5 separate regions of the Mus musculus genome follow, and all the other regions are linked to region 4. A link is a contact called in public Hi-C and HiChIP or PLAC-seq data. All regions are on one chromosome and are shown on one strand. Each heading gives the region's core, a stretch centred on a gene start, on an enhancer-like site or on the middle of the called end of the contact. The rest is flanking DNA. Distances are from core to core; before and after follow the strand shown. Region 1 has its middle 34 kb from the start of Gm23117. Region 2 overlaps Gm40931 (a long non-coding RNA gene). Region 3 has its middle 36 kb from the start of Gm40931. Region 4 has its middle 61 kb from the start of Gm29676. Region 5 overlaps Jarid2 (jumonji, AT rich interactive domain 2).

The links. Hi-C and Micro-C count contacts between places; a contact is called where the count stands out from the background. HiChIP or PLAC-seq counts read pairs in DNA pulled down with a chosen protein or histone mark.
Region 1: a contact with region 4 is called in an H3K27ac HiChIP or PLAC-seq map of thymic regulatory T cells, with 4 times the contacts expected there. The contact joins two enhancer-like sites. A contact is called at or near these places in 6 of 115 datasets of contacts at active chromatin or transcription factors (cardiomyocytes, embryonic stem cells, extraembryonic endoderm stem cells and 1 more).
Region 2: a Hi-C map of the N1E-115 cell line shows a contact between it and region 4, with 4 times the contacts expected there. The contact joins two enhancer-like sites. A contact is called at or near these places in 5 of 484 Hi-C or Micro-C datasets (the N1E-115 cell line, Th1 cells, bone marrow-derived macrophages and 2 more), 3 of 115 datasets of contacts at active chromatin or transcription factors (CD8 T cells, cardiomyocytes and embryonic stem cells) and 1 of 9 other capture datasets (embryonic stem cells).
Region 3: a BATF HiChIP or PLAC-seq map of CD8 T cells shows a contact between it and region 4, with 5 read pairs. The contact joins two enhancer-like sites. A contact is called at or near these places in 3 of 115 datasets of contacts at active chromatin or transcription factors (CD8 T cells, bone marrow-derived macrophages and embryonic stem cells) and 1 of 9 other capture datasets (embryonic stem cells).
Region 5: a contact with region 4 is called in a BATF HiChIP or PLAC-seq map of CD8 T cells, with 9 read pairs. The contact joins two enhancer-like sites. A contact is called at or near these places in 2 of 115 datasets of contacts at active chromatin or transcription factors (CD8 T cells and fibro-adipogenic progenitors) and 1 of 9 other capture datasets (embryonic stem cells).

What each region holds. Positions count from the first base shown.
Region 1 is chr13:43,905,173-43,907,872 of GRCm38.p6, reverse strand. No RefSeq gene overlaps it. Among named protein-coding and RNA genes, the nearest start is that of Gm23117, 34 kb to the right of the region's middle. Within about 2 kb of position 1,427, at least 25 of the 459 cell types and tissues checked have an H3K27ac peak or open chromatin away from gene starts, as enhancers often do. A contact at or near this core is called in thymic regulatory T cells, where this site is marked.
Region 2 is chr13:44,625,654-44,628,353 of GRCm38.p6, reverse strand. The region is part of intron 1 of Gm40931 (a long non-coding RNA gene); the gene reads left to right. Among named protein-coding and RNA genes, the nearest start is that of Gm40931, 10 kb to the left of the region's middle. Within about 2 kb of position 1,408, at least 25 of the 459 cell types and tissues checked have an H3K27ac peak or open chromatin away from gene starts, as enhancers often do. A contact at or near this core is called in the N1E-115 cell line and Th1 cells, where this site is marked.
Region 3 is chr13:44,672,039-44,674,738 of GRCm38.p6, reverse strand. No RefSeq gene overlaps it. Among named protein-coding and RNA genes, the nearest start is that of Gm40931, 36 kb to the right of the region's middle. Within about 2 kb of position 1,263, at least 76 of the 459 cell types and tissues checked have an H3K27ac peak or open chromatin away from gene starts, as enhancers often do. A contact at or near this core is called in CD8 T cells, where this site is marked.
Region 4 is chr13:44,319,841-44,322,540 of GRCm38.p6, reverse strand. No RefSeq gene overlaps it. Among named protein-coding and RNA genes, the nearest start is that of Gm29676, 61 kb to the right of the region's middle. Within about 2 kb of position 1,305, at least 27 of the 459 cell types and tissues checked have an H3K27ac peak or open chromatin away from gene starts, as enhancers often do. A contact at or near this core is called in CD8 T cells, the N1E-115 cell line, Th1 cells and 1 more, where this site is marked.
Region 5 is chr13:44,798,774-44,801,473 of GRCm38.p6, reverse strand. The region is part of intron 1 of Jarid2 (jumonji, AT rich interactive domain 2); the gene reads right to left. Among named protein-coding and RNA genes, the nearest start is that of Jarid2, 69 kb to the right of the region's middle. Within about 2 kb of position 1,288, at least 94 of the 459 cell types and tissues checked have an H3K27ac peak or open chromatin away from gene starts, as enhancers often do. A contact at or near this core is called in CD8 T cells, where this site is marked.

The DNA of each region.
Region 1 (2,700 bases), core at 178-2,677, 410 kb after region 4:
ACACTGATATTTATCATAATCTCACAAATGCCGGGGACAGCCCTTAATCTTGCTGTTTTATTTGGTTGAAAGGAAAATGTGAAGCGCTGGCCTCCCTCCCGGTTTAGCCTCTTGTATTCAGTTTTTACCAAACTCCTACATGGGGATAATTAGCCCAATTTCCAGGGATCCCGAGTCAGCTATAACTCTGAATTGTAGTCACAGGATGGAGCCAAGGCCAGCAGGTGGAAGTCGCTGAAGTTAGATTAATCTCACTGACACAAGGACACATCCAATTGTTAGGGCTCATAGCCAGCTGCCTGTTTCTGCAACCCAGCTCCTTGGAAATAGAAACACTCACGTAGAGCCCGTAGAGGATCATGTATGAGGTCGTAGAACTGAAGGGGAACTCCCTTCCACTCTTTGAAGAATTGCTAGTCTCAACTAAAAAGAAGGAAGCCGTGGAAAGATTCATGCATTTATTACAGGCAGGGAAGCGCTAACCGTGATTTGGAAACTGAAGAACTCCTCTTGGAGAGTAGATGGAAACTGAAGAACTCCTCTTGGAGAATAGATGGGCGGAGTGGGGAAACGCAGAAAGTTTGTAGAAAAATAGTAAATGGCTTTCAGGGAAACCCAGTAGTGTGCATTAGAGAGTATTCTGTGGCCTGTGACAGTCTATTTGGCCTGGATGCGAGACAGTGGTTTGGGAAAGATTCTCTATAGACCAAACTATGGCTTGTGATGAAAAGTCCACCCAGGTGTGTTCACCAATCTCAGCCATCTTCCTGGGATCTGAGCTGCGTTTTCTCTGGTTAATAGAGCTGTGTGTGCAGCCTGAGAGGGCACTCTGCTTCTCTGTGGGCAGATGGGATCTTGGGAGGATGTGGGGCCTTTGTAGAAAATCTCTTTCTGTTAGAGATGGGTGGAGACAACGGAAGGCCAGGCACCTTAAATTCTGTGTTAAACATCTGGCCTTTTAGGCATTTGGGGGTACCAGTCGCTGAGTTCCAATTTAGAAAAAGAATAAATTTGGTCTGCACGGAATTCAGTTAAGTCTGAGGCAGGGGGGCCCAAGAACCTGCATTTGTTGCTGGCACGGAGACAGACTCCGATAGCAACAGAAGAAAGAGTCAGTTTAGATTGTTAAGCTCTGCTCCGGGTCTAAGGTTTTATGGTGCCCCAGGAGCAAATTATTTAAGTAACCAGAATCCACCTCCCTGTAAAGAGTTGGGCATGGCCGACCCGTTAGAAGTGTTAACGAAGATTCAGAACCAGAGGACTGGGTTTAGCTCCACCCCCAGCATAATTCTGTCTTCATAGAAGACCTCATTCACTTTCTCAGGGGCTGCTCCCCCCCCCACTTCCTCCCCATCTCAGTTTGCTGGGCGTCTTCCATTGCTCATTGGGTTCAGATGGGGAAGCACAGATTGGGGTGGGGAGGACTAAAGCTGCGGCTGCCTTTTGTTCTCCTTGTCCTGGTTATACACGGTCTGACTTTGATGCCTTGAGACGAAACAGAACAACAACCTGTTTCCGGACATGTGATGAGGACAGTCACATCACCTTACCTGATGATCTGTATGTGACCCTACGCAGGGGTTGTAAAATCATCTGAGCCCATGTGTCTTGTGTCCCACAGGCAGCTATAGCGGGGGAATAAGGAGAGGCGAGCAGTCTCACAATACCTTGTAAAGCCTGTGGGCGCTCTGTGGTTGCAGATCACTTCCCGTGGACATCCTTGTGTCTGAGCAGCTTACCCTGTACAGCCACACATGAGGCACTGTTTGGAGAAGGAGCATGACACTGGGGACAGCAAACACTGTAGGAGAAAAATCCAGGCCATTTCCACTCTGTAACTAAAGCTTTCTTGGGCTAGAGGGATGTGGGGGAGGCAGAAGTGGGGAGGAAGGAAGGGAAAGGAGTCTTGAGTTTCACCAGGAAGCCCGAAAGGAAAAGAAATGGTACAAACCAGGGTGTGCGTGTGAGGGATGGGCTCTGGGGAGGGTCCCTGGGCCTGCCAGGGACTCCTCTGATTCTACCCTGCCTGTTGCAAAGAAACAGCCTCCAAGAAGCCCTTTCTCCATCTCTATCCTCTAGCCTTGCATCCTTTTGGAAACCTAGGAAACATATTTGTGGACCAAAGGAGTGAGGAGACAGGCAGTAGGCTAAGAAGAACCTCTCAGCAGAGGTCTGGGGATAATATGACAGTATCCAGAGGAACATAACCCTGCCCTAGGAACACATTTTAAAACTTCATACCTCCTGAGGTAAAAAATGAAACCTGGAAGAAAGAGGAGTATCTTGATTTAGCAAGGAATTGATTTTTATTTTTTTAACCCCTGGAGTGAATGTTACCAAAATAAACAAAGAGAACATTTCAAAACTATATATATATATTTTTTTGCACCCTTTGCATTTTAATTTGGCTTTGCAGCTATTATAAGAAGCTCAGGGGGAAAGTCGCAGGTAAAATTCTGGAGAGTCCTAGCGAGCTGTCTCATCTTTGAAACTGTAGCAATGAGGGGACAATAGAAATGGGTTCAGGGGATTCTCAGGGGCTCTGTTTGCATGCTGGAATTCTTGGTCCTGGGCTCTTGCATCTCCCACAGGTCTCTGACATACTAGAGGCCATAGAAAAGAAGCAAACTTAGTTAACACCAAAAAGATCTTGTCCTGCCTATCCTACAGAAAGCTGTAAAGTGGTTCCTGAAGCTGGAG
Region 2 (2,700 bases), core at 159-2,658, 310 kb before region 4:
GCAAGTACCTTTACCTACTGAGCCATCCTGCTGGCCCAGGACTCCCTTCTAATACTTAACACCATAGTTGATCCCCGATGCCTTTGATGATAGCCTGGTCTTTGCTTTGATGGTCTTGCTTCTACTTATGTGTTCTGCCCTGGATGCCCTCAGCAGATGGAAACTTTATCCTTGATGCTCTTTGTCCGATTGAGCCGGAGTCACAATCTGCCGCCTATGGTTGCCTGAATCCTGCGGCTGACATGGAATCCATATCATAACAGCTGTTTCTTTCTTTTTTTTTTTTTTTTTTTTCCATTTTTTATTAGGTATTTAGCTCATTTACATTTCCAATGCTATACCAAAAGTCCCCCTTACCCACCCACCCCCACTCCCCTACCCACCCACTCCCCCCCTTTGGCCCTGGCGTTCCCCTGTACCGGGGCACACAAAGTCTGCCTGTCCAATGGGCCTCTCTTTCCAGTGATGGCCGACTAGGCCATCTTTTGATACATATGCAGCTAGAGTCAAGAGCTCAGGGGTACTGGTTAGTTCATAATGTTGTTCCACCTATAGGGTTGAAGATCCCTTTAGCTCCTTGGGTACTTTCTCTAGCTCCTCCATTGGGAGCCCTGTGATCCATCCATTAGCTGACTGTGAGCATCCACTTCTGTGTTTGCTAGGTCTTTCTTTTTTTTAAAGATTTATTTATTATTATACATAAGTACACTGTAGCTAACTTCAGCCGAATCAGATCTCATTACGTGCCATTGTGAGCCACCATGTGGTTGCTGGGATTTGAACTCAGGACCTTCGGAAGAACAGTCAGTGCTCTCACCTGCTGAGCCATCTCACTAGCCCATAATAGCTGTTTCGATGACAGTCACTGACTGCTTCTTTACAGGGCATTGGGACTTCTGGCCCCTGAAGAATTGCCTCCAGGCATCTCAGGCCCTCACTGAGCAATAGAAGCTCTGGTGTCTGTGCTGTTCATTTCTCTGAGGTGACAACTAGTAGCAGATACTGCCCTCTTGTATGCTATATTGCTGTAGGGGTATCTGGCCTGGGCCTCGCAGTATTTCTTAGACTTTCTTAGAGTTTTAGTAGGAAACCTCTCTCAGCTTCAAATGGTGCATCTTTTCTTCCTTCTTCTCCTTCTTTTCCTTCTCCGAGGCTGGTCTTGAACTCCGGTTCTTCAGCCTTCTCTTCGCAAGTGCTGCATTACAGTGATAGATACTTCACCACATTCCTGCTCTCTGCCGAGCAGTTTCAAGTCTCTGGTGAGGGTGCTTGGCAAGCGAGGCTGAGTGTCCCCAGCTCTGAGTCAACTCTGAGCCTCTATAAACAACAGGGGCTGCTTGCTGGGTCGAGCTCAAGGTCCTGGCTCCTTCTCGGTATAACCGATAAGGGGAGTGTCAGTTATTTATTGTCTCTGCCTACCACTTTAATAGTGCAACGGGAGGAGTGCCTGATAAAAAGCACTCAGCCATTGTTGGCTATTGACACTGCGCCAGCAAAGCCACTAGGAACTCCCGGGACCTTATCTCCTTTAATGGACCCTGACAGGGTCCAGCCTAATGGTGATGGGCTCAGAAGTCAGGGAGAAACCAGGAATGCAGATTATCCTATGGAAATGAAGTTGCTTTTCTGTCTTGGTCCCTCATCTACCAGTGGTGACACACCAGATGTTTCTTTACATCCCTTCTGACTCCGAGATTCAATTCTGTTGCCTTTCTTGGGAATATTCAAAACCTAACTGAAGTCAACATTTTGTGTTCTGGAAGATAATACGTTGATTATTGAAATATATGCAGCTCTGTATCTGTACTAATGCAACGATCAGCTAGCTAATGTGTGGGGAATCGAACTCAGGAGCTCTGCCTCTGTGAAGCACTGCCTGTCTGACCTCTACTTGCTCGTTTCTGAGGTTCAGGGCTGCCTGTCTCTGTCTACAGTTTGCAGGTGTTGCTATTGCTACAGCTCACCTAGGAGGTAACGTTCAGGCAACAACATTCCATTCTTTCTGAGATAGCATCCCCAGAACGAGTCATTCACTCCCACCATGGGGAAAAAAGACTTATGTTTTCTACAATGGTTGCAATTTCACTATCGCACGATTAGCTCATACCTGAACTCCTGGAGGCGGATACTAAATCATTTGGTTTGAGGGAGATTACTGTCCAGCTTCAGCTGATGGCTGAGGCAGAGCAGAGCATGACACTGACCGAGTGTTCTGGACAGTGTATCGGTAAGGCCAGACTAGGCAAAGACCTGGTAATAACCAAAGCCAAACTGTGACAGTCCTATTAGCTGGGTATAGCTGTCATCCCAGTACCTCGGAGGCAGAGGAACTCACGGGTTTGAGGCCAGCTTGGGTTACCTTGGGGAAATCCCCATCCCCTAAGGGGAGGAGAAAAACAGGAAAAAAAAAAAAAAAACGCTTTGTTTAGTGGGTAAAATGCTTGCCTTACAAGTGCAAGGGTCTGAATTTGAAAACGTGAAGATCTGAGCTTACGTCTTAGAACCCATGTAAAGCAAAGGGGCTGTGAAGTGGGAGGCAGAAACTGGAGAATCCCCAGGTGCTTAGGGAGCAGCAACCTTGGCATATGCTGTGGCAAGACGTTGTCTTGAACTACACGGATGACAAGGATCTATCCCACAGTTATCTTCGAACCCCAACACAGACATGCACACACATCAAACGTGCGCGCACACACAGAC
Region 3 (2,700 bases), core at 14-2,513, 350 kb before region 4:
CTTGAATGAGGTGTGAGAAGGCTAGTTACATTGTGTTCACAGGAAAGAGAGAAGGAAAGGGGAGGGGGAGAGGGAGAAGTAGAGAGTGGAGAGAATCAGAGAGAGACAGAGACAGTCACAGAAAGGGACATAGAGGGAGACAGAGTAAGAGAGAGACAGAGAGAGTGAGAGACAGAGAGAGAGAGAGAGCAAGCACCTACTGGCTTCCTGCTTCTTTCTTTCTTATTCAGCCTGGAGCACTGAAAAATGCTAATGCCATGGACATTCAAAGTGACTCTTCTCTCTTTAGTTAAACATCTCTGGAAAGACACGTCTGAGGTGTTTTCTAGACGATTCTAAGTATCACCAAGCTGACAATAAAGACAACGTACTTTCTTTCAAAGTTTAAACTCACACACTGTGTGTGTTCGCTCCTGCTCGTGTGAGTGAGTGCAGGAGAGCATGCTCACAGCCATGTCGCGAAGATCAGAGGACATCCTGGAGCCAGTTCTCTCCTTCTGCTATGTGAGTCCCAGGGGTAGAATTCAGTTCCTCATTCTTGGCGGCAAGCACGTCTACCTGATGAGCCATGGAGGTGTAAGGAGAGAGCTAAGGGAACATTTGAGCAAGGAAGAGAAGAGGCAGCAGTCAAATCCGGGTGTGGTGGTTCACCTGTCATCTCAGCACGCAGAGGCTAAGGCAGGAGGAACCCCGTGAGTTCAGGGTCAGGGTAAGATACACGGTGAGCTCAGGTCAACCTGGGCTACAGCGTGAAGCTCGTTTCTAAACAAAACCGTGAAAAAGCACAAAAGAGAAGCCGAAGGAGGAGCAAAGAGAAAAGGAGCCAGTGCCACAGACCCAGCCAACGAGCCTGCGGGAGCCGTGATGCCAAGGAGCAAGTGATACCCAAAGCAGCGGCAGGTGACAACGCAGACATTCTGGAGAACAGAAGGGCACTTGGGGCAGAGAGCCAAAGCCACATAGGGTTGACTTTTTTTTTTTTTTTAAAGGATTAGGGATGAATCATCACCTTCATAAGCATAAATTGCCATATGCTAGCTATCAGTCGAGTGGAAAGCAGACAGCAAGTCGCCGAACTGGTCCTTCAGCCTCTGTCCTGCTGCTGGGCTGTGGGAGAGCTCAGATTCCCTCAGAGAAGATCTCATGCTCGTGGGTGTCTCTGGTGGCATGGTCCTCACCCACTCCTTCCTTTGGAGCGAGACGAAACCCATATAAACCTCATAGAAACTCAACCCCCCGTAAAGCCTCCGGACAGTGCTGAGGTTAGCAGAGGGGGAAGTTAGCCGAGCCACTAATGACAGATTCCGCCGCGAAAGCTCTGTAAACACTCTGTAATTAATTACAGAGAAAAGGGGGGTCGGGATACTTTTTTTTTTTTTTTTTTTTAGGTCACAGACTCCTTTGAAAATCTAATGGAAGCAACAGACCCCTCTACCCAGGAAGAAAGCATGTGTGTATATACATGCCAGGTTTTATTGATGTCTGGATGATCGTGAAAATCTTGAGATCAGGGCCAAGAGGGTCCACAGACACCTAGGTGAGAAGCCCTGACGGACACACGTTGACATCTGTAATCCTGTTTATTCAAACTCTCTCGGAGAGATGTCTGCTGCCAAGATCAGACAGAGAGGTATGACCAAAGTGTGGAGGAGAATGGAGAGGGCCTCATATGAGCTACAAAACAGCAGTGGAGTTCAACTCAGACCTGGAAGGTCAGTTTTCATCTGTTTGTTCTCCTGGGAATTTGAAACCTGTTATTAGAAAAATAACCTATTGATTGCTGGTGCTAAGGTTTGAACTCAGGGCCCCAGGCTTGCCAAGAACACAATCTCTCTCTAATAAATTCTTTGCTGGATATATATATATATATATATATATATATATATATATATATATATGTGTGTGTGTGTGTGTGTGTGTGTGTGTGTGTGTGTATATAAAACATTGTTTGTTTGTTTGTTTGTTTGTTTATTTATTTATTTATTCAGTTTTGGTTTTTTTGAGACAGGGTTTCTTTGTGTGTGACCAAGCTGGCCTCAGATTCATAGAGATACGGATACTTCTGCCTCCAAAGGGTTGGTACTGAAGGTGTCCGCCTCCATGGCTGGTTTAGAGTTGTTTAAAAGTTATTTTTTAAAAAAATCTTGTTTTGTGTGTATGGGTGCTTTGTCTGCATGTCTGTCTGTGCACCACATGAGTGCCTGGTGCTTGAGCAAGCCAGAAGAGGTTGTTGCATCCCCTGGACCTGGAGCTAGAGATGTTTGTTAGCTAAGGTGTGGGTGCTGGGAGCCTTTAACCAATAAACTCTCTCTCCAGCTCCCATGGAATGGAGTTTTAAAATTTCTCTCCATTAAAATGTTAGTTTAAAAGGCAATTTCTAGAGCAGCTTCTGGTGAGGTTTATGGGAAAATTATGATAATCTTACAGCTTTCTGTCATCCCTCCCCCATTTTCTTTTTATTCAACACCTTGCATTATTGCAAGAAATTGTGACTATGCTTCTAGTTTACTTTAGGATGTTATTTTTCTGAGTTTTTGCAAAACTACCCCACATACTAAACTGCAGTTTTATACAGAAGAATTTCATTGCCTTAAAAAAAAAAAAAAAAAAAAAAAAACTAGTCTCATGCCAGGTGTGGTGGCGCATGCCTTTAATCCCAGCACTACTTGAGAGGCAGAGGCAGAGGCAGGTAGATTTCTG
Region 4 (2,700 bases), core at 56-2,555:
TATGAAGAGTTATCAGTTTAGAAGCTGTGGAGCAGAGGACCATGGGGTTCAAAGCTTGTTTGTGACTGGGAACCACAGTATGGGTACTTGCTTTTGCAAAGTACAGTAGGCTGGAGGAGCAACGCTTCTTCTCCCCGACTTCCAAAGGCTTGACCTCTTGAAGCAAAGGGAGAGAATCCTTTGCCTTTCCCCAGACTTTGGTGTTTTCAGATTGTGATGGCCAGTTCTTTATTGACAACTTGATTAGATTTAAGAGTGTCCACAGCATAAGAGAGGCACACCCTTGTTGTTGTCTATGAGGTTATTTCCAAAGATTATTAACTGATCAGGGAAGACCTACCCTGAAGGGCTGGTGCATGCATGTGTGTGTGTGTGTGTGTGTGTGTGTGTGTGTGTGTGCATGCACATGCGTGTGTAAGTATATGTGTATGCCAGACTGAATATAAGATGAAGAAGGAGGAAGCAATTTGAGGACCAGCATTTACGTTTCTCTGCCCCCTGACTGGAGAGGCCATGCCGATCAGTTGTCTCCCACGTTCCCCCTTCCATCCATGGCTCCAGCATTATGAACCAGCTGTATCTTCTAAAACCATAAGTCAAAATAAATCCTTTCTCCCATAGGCTCCTTTTGTTAGCTAAAGTAATGGATGCACTGGCATTCCTTGGGTTGTAGATGCATCTTTCCAATGTCTATCTCCATGGTTCTCTTCCTGGTGTCCTTCTCTCTCTCTCTCTCTGCTTTTTTCCAGTCATATCGGATGTTGGCTCTTCCCTGATCAAATAGAGCCTTATCTTAACCGATTACATGTGCAATGGCTTCCTTTCTAATTGAGTCACATTTGTAGGAACTGGGGCTTAAGACTTCAATGCAGCTTTTGTTTGGGGGTGGGGGGTGGGGGTGCAATTCAGTCCATGACCCATGATGTCACCCGGACCCTCATCCCCCACATGGAGGTCTGTAATCAAGGGCTTCTGGATTCACTCACGTCCCAATCACAGCCAACACATGGCCCATGAGTAAACAGGGCTCCACGGGAGAACCCTGGTGACTCACAGTGCCACTATCAGTCAGCATGAAGGGTAATTAGCAAGGGATTGTCATCTAGAATAAAGCCACCCGGTTCCTCTGTAAAAATGTGTCAGAGGGTATTTAGAACCATCATGGTCAGCCCACTGCTACACACTGCAAATTACACACGTCTTTTTGGTGTGTGTGTATGCGTCTTATTCATAGTTCTTCCTGTGCTCCATTTGCGAGGGCGGTTGCTCACCCACTCTCATTTCAGCACCGGCCTTGCGTGCTTCAAAAGCTCCCGATGTCCCGAACACCCATACATCTTCCTGTCACCCTGGTTAGTCATCTGCTATCACTTTTCTTTCGTTTTGCTCACGTAAGAAGTCATGTTTTTGCTCAGGAGAAAGTGCCATGAGAAAACGTTCGTTCTGATCATTTGGCGACTCATTCCACTCCTTTCTGATGTTTGTAGATGTGAGAGGGAAATCCCTTTTGAGAAGAACCTTAATGAAGGTCCCAGGGGAGGTGGGGTGAAGGAGTGCAGTCAGAAAGTGCTCACACCATCCTGCCGCATTTAGCCATCAACCAGGGAGTACGTATGGCTCCAGCTGCAAATGTAGCAGACGATGGCCTTGTCAGGCATCAAGGGGAGGAGAGGTCCCTGGTCCTATGAAGGCTGGATAGATGCCCCAGTATAGGGGAATGGAGGGCAGGGAGGTGGGAGTGGGTGGGTGAGTGGAGAAACACCCCCATAGAAGCAGAGGGAGGGAGGATGGGAGAGGGGGTTTACAGGAAGGGAGGGGAAACTGGGAAAGGGGATAACATTTGAAATGTAAATTAAAAAAATCCAATAATTTCTTTTCTAGAGAAGGATATCATGGTTCTAATGCCCCCTGGGATCACAGAAGCTGGTCTCCTTCTAAGAGAATGCTTTTTAGTGACATCACTGTCCTCCCCGCTTCTGCTGGCGTTGTTCTGCATAAACCACAACAAGTCAGACATCAGATGAGCATTCGGCTCTATTCCTTTATGAATCCAGGCCTCAGACTGAGTCTGTTATAGCTGAAATGAAGCTGAGTTTATTCAGTTGAGTACCAAGTCCCTCCAAGGAGTGGGAGGGGTAAGTTACATCCCTTTAAAAACTCTTTGTTGGAGTGCTAACTTCTGGCACCTCAGAAGGCGACACTGCTTAAAATGAGGGCATATGGGTGATCCATCCCTAAGTCAGTCTAGTATCCATATAGAAAGAGATTAGGGCATAGACCTGTGTCAAAAGAAGATAACTTGATGATTTGGGGGAAAGATTGTCATATACAAACCAAGGAGAGATTCCAGGGATGCCTTGTCAATTCCTTGATCTTGGACTGGATTCCAAAGCTATGAGGAATATATTTTTTTTAAACATTAAGCCTCGTAGCTTGTGATATTCACTACTGCAATGCTAACTGTTGCATGCAGAGCGAGGAGGGTTGAAAGTAGCCTTTTGAAAGATGCCATACTTCCTGTTTTTAGCTTCTTTTCTCATTGTTGTAAGGAAAAAAAAAACACCTAAAGAACAGCATAAAGGTGGAAAAGATGTGTTATGACTGTTGGTTTCAGAAGTTTTGGTCCCATGTGATTGGGCAGAATATCCTGGTGTCCAGAGCAAGTGGCAAAGGACAGCAGCTTCAATCCGATAAGGCAGG
Region 5 (2,700 bases), core at 39-2,538, 480 kb before region 4:
TACAATCCTACCACTTTCCTCTATTATTTATTCCTTTCCATTTACTAAAGTCTGGGGACTGAGGCTAGAGGGCTCAGAGCAAAAAGTGCTTTTCTGAGCAAGAATGAAGACCTCAGTTTAGACCTCCAGTAGCCAAAGTGAAAGGCCAGTGAAATGGTGGGTGCAGCAAGGGGAGGTCGGGGATAGGAAAGTGGAGGGGTTTAGGAGGTCAGAAGTTTAAGATGAGAAAACATTGCATACAAACGAAAAGACTAAGCAAGTAGTAATAAAATAATTGGCTTCTGGTGTGTCTGAAAACAGTTCACATAATTAATATATATATATATATATATATATATATATATATATATATCAATCTTTGAAGGAAAAAAAAGTTTAAATGAATAAAGGGGACTGGAGAGACGGCTTGGCGGTTAAAAGCACTGACTGCTATTCCAGAGGCCCTGGGTTCAATTCCCAGCAATCACATGGTGGTTCACAACCATCTGTAATGGGATAAGATGCCCTCTTCTGGTGTATCTGAAAACAGTGTACTCATAAATTTAAAAAAAAAAACAAAACAAAAACTGACAGGCATATCAATAATTTCTATTGTACAGCATAAGACCTTTTCTGGGGAAACCTGGTCAACCAAGTGTAGCAAGTGGCAGGTCCTTAAACAAAAGACCAAACTAATTACTATCTACTGCAGCAGTTCTCCACCTTCCTAATGCTGTGACCCTTTCATACAGCTACTCAGGTTGTGGTGACCAACCATAAAATCATCTTCCTTGCTATTTCATAAGTGAAATTTTGCTACTCTATGAAACATATATAATATAAGTATTTTTAGAAACAAAGGTTGTCTTTGTTGGTCATGGCACAGGTGAAACCCACTGGACTACACCATTCCCTTATGCAAATGCTGAGACTCCCTACACTCACCTTACTATGCTACTGCAAAGTAAAATTTCAAGTATATGTGAGAACAGCTTGCAAATTTTCCAGGCCAAATGTGCAGGAGCAGGAAAGACTGCATGGGGGAAAGGAACCTTCGTGTAAATAGGTCCACCCAGCAAAGGAGAAGACAGAGGCTGGAGTGGGGGAGCTGCTACTTCTCTGCACCAATGTTTCACTTTTCCACTGACAAGAAAATTATACAAAACCACCAAATTAACATTTTCCCTAACATCACAGGGACAGGAAGGAAAGCGTGGGCAGAAAACACACTTCCTCTTGAGAACAGTCTCTTTTATTTCACTCTTTAAAAGGAAAAGGGAAAAAAAGCGACCATCAGTGGGTGCGTCATGGTCGCTGCCTAAGTTCAGAGCTGACTACTTGCTACCTCATTGGGTATGACCCAATACGGTTCTCGGGCATCTCAAGACTGCTAGCTAGGCAAGCCAGACTTCTGTAATATCACTATGCCAGTATTTTTAATAGTCTTATTAGTAAAAAGGGGCTAGGAGTGATGGTGCACACCTTTAAATCCCATCACTGGACAGGAAGAGGCATGTAGATCTCCGTGACTTGAAAGACAGCCTAGGCCAAATGGTAAGTTCCTGTCTCATGGAAAGACTGCTCCGACTCAGTGAGTAAGAGCTCTGGCAAGAGCAGAGTTCTGTTTCTAGCACCATGCCAAACAGTTCAAAACCTGTAACTCCAGCTCCATGAGAATCCACAAATCCTCTTCTGTATCCTGCACGTACCTCTCTCTGACATACGCACGTGCACTTAGTTAAAAATAAAAAGAAATCTTTACATAATGACCCAGCCCTCGGGGACCAGAAGTGGGTAAGTCTGAGTTTCGGTGCATCCTGGTGTAAGTCACAGTCCAATTCCATGCCAGCTACCACTACCTGGGCTCCAAAAATAAACTTTTTAACATATCAACTTATCTTTCAAATACAGCTGTTCTTTAGCACAAATTTTGACTTTATATAAGGACTCCTTCTTTCCCACAATTGTCACCTTAAACAAATAAATGTGACAACACAAAGAGCCCATCCTAATGAATACTACTCACTATCAGCATACAGGAAAAAAGAAAAGGTAGCCAAGCATCCTACCTACATTGTGGCAGTGAACACTAGGAAACCAGAGAAAGGAAACTATACCAAAATAGCCACAGAAGAAGAGCAAGATGTCACAGGATGAAGGTGCTGTCCAAAGCCTGCTGCCCTAAGTTCCATGCCTCAGATCCTCATGATAGAGAGAAACACTATATCAAGGCACACCTTCCTCCCTACACCCACCACACAGCAAACAGGTGGATATGGCTTAATTTATTTTTAAAAAAACAACAGCAGACACTAGAAAAACAATTTCTACTAAAACAAACATGTCAGATATTAAGATTTAAACAGCACTGAGAAGTAGAAAGTGTTTGAACTGCATGCAGTGAGGTGGCAATTGCCCTGTATGACATATTAATAATCTTCATCAACAAGAAATTAAACACACCCACCCTACTGGCTCAACCAGACTACTTTTACTGATTCATTGTAACTTTCACATAGCACACCCCAATCCTGTGTATCTCCCCATTTCTCCATATGTGCCCTCTGCCTTTGCAATGTCCCCAAAAATTAAAACAAACAACAAATCGGTGTGGAAGCTGTGGTGTGTCCCAGTTTGCCCAAACAGCTTTTCTTACAAATGATCATTGTCATTGTCATTGTCTGATTTCTGCTTCATGATTAGTACACTATATCCTTACTG